2 separate regions of the Mus musculus genome follow, and region 1 is linked to region 2. A link is a contact called in public HiChIP or PLAC-seq data. All regions are on one chromosome and are shown on one strand. The core of a region is the stretch at or near the end of the contact, and the rest is flanking DNA. Distances in the headings are between cores, read along the strand shown. Region 1 overlaps Ptpn9 (protein tyrosine phosphatase, non-receptor type 9). Region 2 has its middle 27 kb from the start of Snx33.

The links. HiChIP or PLAC-seq counts read pairs in DNA pulled down with a chosen protein or histone mark.
Region 1: a contact with region 2 is called in an H3K27ac HiChIP or PLAC-seq map of embryonic stem cells, with 6 read pairs. The contact joins two enhancer-like sites. A contact is called at or near these places in 1 of 15 datasets of contacts at CTCF or cohesin (the NIH/3T3 cell line), 5 of 484 Hi-C or Micro-C datasets (the AtT-20 cell line, CD4 T cells, bone marrow-derived dendritic cells and 2 more), 4 of 115 datasets of contacts at active chromatin or transcription factors (embryonic midbrain, embryonic stem cells and extraembryonic endoderm stem cells) and 4 of 9 other capture datasets (adipose tissue, embryonic stem cells, liver and 1 more).

What each region holds. Positions count from the first base shown.
Region 1 is chr9:57,011,013-57,013,989 of GRCm38.p6, forward strand. All of the region lies in intron 1 of Ptpn9 (protein tyrosine phosphatase, non-receptor type 9), which reads left to right. Among named protein-coding and RNA genes, the nearest start is that of Ptpn9, 18 kb to the left of the region's middle. Within about 2 kb of position 1,554, at least 11 of the 459 cell types and tissues checked have an H3K27ac peak or open chromatin away from gene starts, as enhancers often do. A contact at or near this core is called in embryonic stem cells, where this site is marked.
Region 2 is chr9:56,900,083-56,903,075 of GRCm38.p6, forward strand. No RefSeq gene overlaps it. Among named protein-coding and RNA genes, the nearest start is that of Snx33, 27 kb to the right of the region's middle. Within about 2 kb of position 1,344, at least 77 of the 459 cell types and tissues checked have an H3K27ac peak or open chromatin away from gene starts, as enhancers often do. A contact at or near this core is called in embryonic stem cells, where this site is marked.

The DNA.
Region 1 (2,977 bases), core at 304-2,803, 110 kb after region 2:
TTAATTTAAAGAATACTACCTAAATTAAGAGTCTTTACAGTTTACAATATGTAAATTGGGTTTAAGTTCCTGGACTCTAGGACAGAAAACAAAATAAAACAAAATGGCATTTAAAAGATCTCAGAAGGTGTTTATATTAGGGTATTTATTTTGTTAGCCCTTATTACTCTAACTGAAAGGCTCAAAATTAAAACAAAGCAGAACATTAAGGAAAAGAAATCATCTTGGAGGCCTTATATTGCCTCCTTAGTTTAATTTAAAAGGATGCAGTGGTGATCAGAAGGACTAAGAACTTTTATGGGTGCTGCCATCCTTGGTTTATGTCATGAGGTTCCAAGATGGTGGCCAAATAAAGTGGCTGCTTCCATCTTGATGAAGTCACTAGCAAAGATGGTGGTAAGCCACATGGTTGTTTTTTTTTTTTTTTTTTTTTTCTCAAGGTGAGTCCAGCCCCTGTCAGGCACAAGTTCCAGTAGGATCCACCCAAGTCATATGTGGACATATGTTCTCTTTTCTCTACACAGACACTTTAGTTAGCCTGGATAAAGAAGGAAGTAGTTTCTAGGGCCTCAGCAGGTAGGCCCCAGTTAGCAAAATAAAGAAATCATAGGACCAAATCGCATAGTCTCTCCTCAGAGTAACCACAGTCAGTTTGAAGTCTCTCAGCTTTTAGAGAGAAGAAGAGAAGAAACTTAGCCATCATCCAGTTTTAGTTTGAAGTAATAGTTGGTCCGTCTCACTCTTAGCAGAGACAGAATAGGAGGTATAAGCACTTTGAAAAATCCAAAGCTCTGACTCTCTCTGGGTAAAGAGTAATTTTAAAAATTTCCCTAAAAATGTCTCTTTGTCAGACCACCTGGATCAGGTTTGGTTTACCCTGGCTAGAGTGAAGCCCTAGGTTAATAATGTATTAATAGTGTTTACAGATCTCTTCTCCCCCCAACCCCACTCCTGTCCCTCACCCCCAAGCAGGGTTTCTCTGTATAGTCCTGGCTGTCCTGGAACTATCTTTGTAGACCAGAGTGACCTCGAGCTCAGAGATCTTGCCTCTGCTAAGTGTTGGGATTAAAAGCATGTACTGCATGGCAGGATCAGTTTTGTTTTCTTTGCCAGTTAAAGAATTAAAAGCCAGGAAAGATTTGAACTGCAGGAGGTGGCGCACGCCTTTAATCCTAGCACTTGGGAGGCAGAGGCAGGCAGATTTCTGAGTTCAAGGCCAGCCTGGTCTACAGAATGAGTTCCAGGACAGCCAGGGCTTACAGAGCAAACCTGTCTTGAAAAACAAAACAAAAAAACTTCCCCCAAAAACAAGAGGTGGCAGCAAGAAACTTCAGGCACCGCAAACAGAACCAGCAATTGAAGGAAGGTGTTTGTTGTTGTGTAGGTGAGGAATCACACATTGAGAGACCTCAGAGGGGGACTTGGGAAGCCAAGAAATCTTGTCTCTTCTCCTGGTCTGGGCTTTTAAAGTCTCTGGAGAGATTTCCTCCCTACTTTAGGGTTGGTCACTTAAAGACAGGATGGGTGATTAATCTCCAACTGGTGTGACTGGTCCTGAGCAGTCCTTGACTTGTTGAGCCAGTCTACCAGCAGGGGACCTACTGCTGGAGAAATAGCTACCAGGCCTTTGTTTCCAGTCAGGAGGATGAGGAAAATGGTGGCAGTCTTGGAAACTGACCACATTCATCTAACTACAGCCCCTCTATCCGTGTTTACCTACCAGGGAGTCTGTCTTCCATAAGGACAGAACACATTTTAGTATGTGTTAGAGGTAGGGAAGTTGTGTGGAGGTGGGTATTTGGAATTCATTTTAGGACTATATGCATGCCACAGGCACTCTACCATTCATCTACACCCCTAGCCAAATTTAGTATTTCTAAGTGAATAGGTATTTTCTATTCGTCAGGTGGTAGAGACATTGGGACTTTAACACTTGGATGTTGGAGTGTTGATAAGCCTTACTCCCTTCCACTGGAAGGAAGTCATTAATACTAAAGAGCTTTTCGTGTTTAATAGCCTAATTAACTATGGCCTTTCCTTATTGCATGAAGCTTAGGGAAGCTTTGTTCAGCCTTGATGTCCCATTGTTCAGTTCTCAGTGTGATGTAAATCTTCTATTTTTTTTTTTTGGTTCTTCAAGACAGGGTTTCTCTGTGTAGCTCTAGATGTCCTGGAATTCACTGTGTAGACCAAGCTGGCCTCGAACTCAGAAATCCACCTGCTTCTGCCTCCCAAGTGCTGGGATTAAAGGCATGCCCGGCATGATGTAAATCTTTTAATTGTACTTAGCTTAGGTTCTTGTACAGTGTGGAGTATCTGTGAGTTCCAGGATAGCCTGGGCTATGGTGTCATTTCCCTTTTTTTTTTTTCCCCAAGACAGGGTTTCTCTATATAGTCCTGGCTGTACTGAAACTCACTCTATATACTAGGCTGGCCTCAAACTCAGAAATCTGCCTGTCTCTGCCTCCCGAATTCTGGGACTAAAGGTGTGCGCCACCACTGCCATGCTATGGTGTCATTTCTTTAAAAATCTAAAGAAAATGGGCTGTAGATATGGCTCAGTGGTTAAGAGCTCTGGCTGATACTCTAGAAAACATGGATTCTAAAGTTCTCTATTCTAGAGAACCGCCATACCCAGCCTGCAACAGATGTAATAGAAAAATGTCGGTTTAGTTTAGAAATTAGTGAACTTGCAGCAGTGTTGCAAGTTTGTGTGTTTGTTTAGATCCTGTTTCTTCAGTTACCTGGGAGATTGATGTGAACTAAGAGGGATTAATAGACACCAAAAGGGCAATAATTTACAGTGAACGAAAGATGGGGAAACAGGCAGGAAATGCATGTAAGTGATAGTATTAGTTTTTTGGTAGGTTAGATCTTTTCCCAAAGGAAGAGCAGTGCTGTTTGAACTGTGACCCCTTGCAACTACTTAGAAGCCAAGATTTATTCTAAAATTGACCTTCAGCTGAAATAGTTTCTA
Region 2 (2,993 bases), core at 94-2,593:
GGAGGGGAACCAATGCAGACACAGGAAAGTCATACCCCCTAGAGCAGATCATTCAGCTAGCAATGGGTCATGAGATCCCAGGTCTCCAAAAGAAAGGCCATTATGTGAGCCACAAGGCAAATAGAATCCTCTGGCCCTTCCTACAAGAGGATGATGCAAGATCAGGGGCAATGGAAGCAAACTCTGGCCCAGGGAATTATCTGGTCTTGAAAATGGGCTGAAGTCATTAGAAAAGAAACATAAGCTGAATTGATGTCTCTTGCTTATAATCCCAGTACTTAGGAGGCAGGAGCATAAGAATGAGTTCAAAGTCTTTTTAAGATTACTTTTTTTTTGTATATGAATACACCATTGCTCTCTTCAGACACACCAGAAGAGGGCATCAAACCCCATTACAGAAGATTGTGAGCCACCATGTGGTTACTGGGAGTTGAACTCAGGACCTCTGGAAGAACAGTCTGTGCTCTTAACAGCTGAGCCATTTCTCCAACCCCAAAGTCATTCTTGACCCTAAAAAAATTGAAGGCCAATCCGGCTCTCAGAGATCCTGTCTGAGCAAAAGGGAGGAGGCAGTAGGTTTCTGTGCTCTGGGAAACCGTGGGACTCCACGAGGCCTAAGAACAGGAAGTTAGAGGTGAAGGGCAGAAAGCAGCCTTTGGCAGCTGACCTGCTCTGGGGGCTAGGGTTTCCTCTGCACGTGTCCCCAGTATCTGTAACATTTGAGCCTCGCTCCTGCTCACCACCCTGCCTGCCTCCAGACAACACTCTCTCACGGCATCGTGTTCATTTTAACATCCGGCCCCCTCTCAGAGACGTCAGGCAGGAAACTTGGAACCAGGTGGATTACCAACAAAAAGATCTCCAGAGGGACAGGAGGGACAGGGAGACAGAATCAGAGAGGGTATGAGACCCAACTAGAGCCACACAACAGAGTAACGATAGATGAGACCCAGCAAGGCTTCGGTGGTGCCGCACTGAGAACACTGCCGTGAAAAATCATTTCCCACCCCTCTGCCTTGTACCTCCCCAGAATATAGCCTCCAGAAATACTCTGTGTCTTAAACTGCCAACACTAGTTTCCTTTTTATAAATGTGATGTCTCTGCTCTCGAAGACCAAGAACATCCCCGTATAACACTCACAGCTCCACCTTGCCACTCCCAGGAAGTTAAGGCTGGCTCCTCAGGGCCTTGCTACCATGAGCCAGTCTCCACCCAGAGTAAGGAGCGTCCCTGAAAGTGTAAGCAGAGATGTGGGTGACAAACCTGCCAGGCAGGATCTGCCCTCATCTCCTGTTTCCCCTAGAGGACTGACAACACCCTCTATTCACACAGCCTGCCCTGCCCTGCCCTGCCCCCAGGCACTGGCACAGGCTGACACTGCTCTGCTGCTCCGAGCCTGGGCTAGGTGGTAAGCTGGTACCCAGACATTGTGCCCACAGCCGTGCTGGGACCTGAGTCTTTCACGACACAGCCGAGCGTGTGTGTGTGTGTGTGTGTGTGTGTGTGTGTGTGTGTGTGTGTGTGTGAAACCCTTTCAAATATACTCCTAAAACTTAAGGGCAGGGTTCCTTCCCCTCTACTAAATAGTTCACAGAAGCTGGAGATAAAGCTTACTGGTAGGATGCAGGGCTGGAGAGATGTTTCAGTGGTTATGAGAGCCAAGTCTGAACCCCAACACCCACATGGTGGCTCACAGCTAACTGTAAGTCCAGTTCTGGGGATCCAACACTCCCCTGTGGCCTCTGTGGGCACCAGGCACACACATGGCACACAAACATACATGTAGGCATGTATGCTTAAAAATTAAACCTTTAAAACAAACAGCCGGGCGTGGTGGCGCACGCCTTTAATCCCAGCACTCAGGAGGCAGAGGCAGGTGGATTTCTGAGTTTGAGGCCAGCCTGGTCTACAAAGTGAGTTCCAGGACAGACAGGGCTACACAGAGAAACCCTGTCTCGAAAAACAAACAAGCAAACAAAAAGCAAACAAACAAAAAAAGACAACTACATCATCTTTCCTTTCCTAAGGAGCTTGTTCTTCCTAGGCTCTGGAAATAGATAGGAACTTGATCTGTAACCAATGTTTATGATGTTGAAAACATCACCCTCTTTTTTTTTATATATATACCTACACAAACACACATGGTTATATATGTGAACATGGGTTTTCTCATAACATTTGGACACACAGCGCAGAGATCAGTACTTGTCTAGATAATATGCAACCTATGAAAAATGTATACCAGCTTTGGAAGCATGTGCCCTTTGCCTGTGGCCCTCCCAAAGGCCTAGGAGCTACAGGGTCAGGACATTCTACCCATTAAAGGACCTATACAAACATCGTTGAAAAGAGAAAGCCATTTGGTGGTAGTGCAAGCCTTTAATCCCAGCACTTGAGAGGCAAAGGCAGATGGAACTCTGAGTTCAAGGCCAGCCTGGTCTACAGAGAGAGTGCCAAGACAGCAAGACAAATAGGGCTACACAGAAAAATCTTGTCTCAAAAAAAAATTTTTTTAAAAGAAGGAGGAGGGCTGGTGAGATGGCTCAGTGGGTAAGAGCACCCGACTGCTCTTCCGAAGGTCCAGAGTTCAAATCCCAGCAACCACATGGTGGCTCACAACCATCCGTAAAGAGATCTGACTCCCTCTTCTGGAGTGTCTGAAGACAGCTACAATGTACTTACATATAATAAATAAATAAATCTTTAAAAAAAGAAAAAAGGAGGAAGGAGGAGGGGTAGTAGAAGAAGAAGGAGGAGGGGGAGGGGGAGAAGGAGGAGAGGGAGGAGGAGGAGGAGGAGAAGAAGAACCCATGGGTATAAGGATCCCCAGATCTCTAGACCCCCAAGCTTGGAAACTGCCTATTGCCTAAGAGTCTAAAGAAGGGAGCCCATTAAGAAGCTGACCCTTGGGCTGGTGAGATGGCTCAGCAGGTAAGAGCACCTGACTGCTCTTCTGAAGGTCCAGAGTTCAAATCCCAGCAACCACATGGTG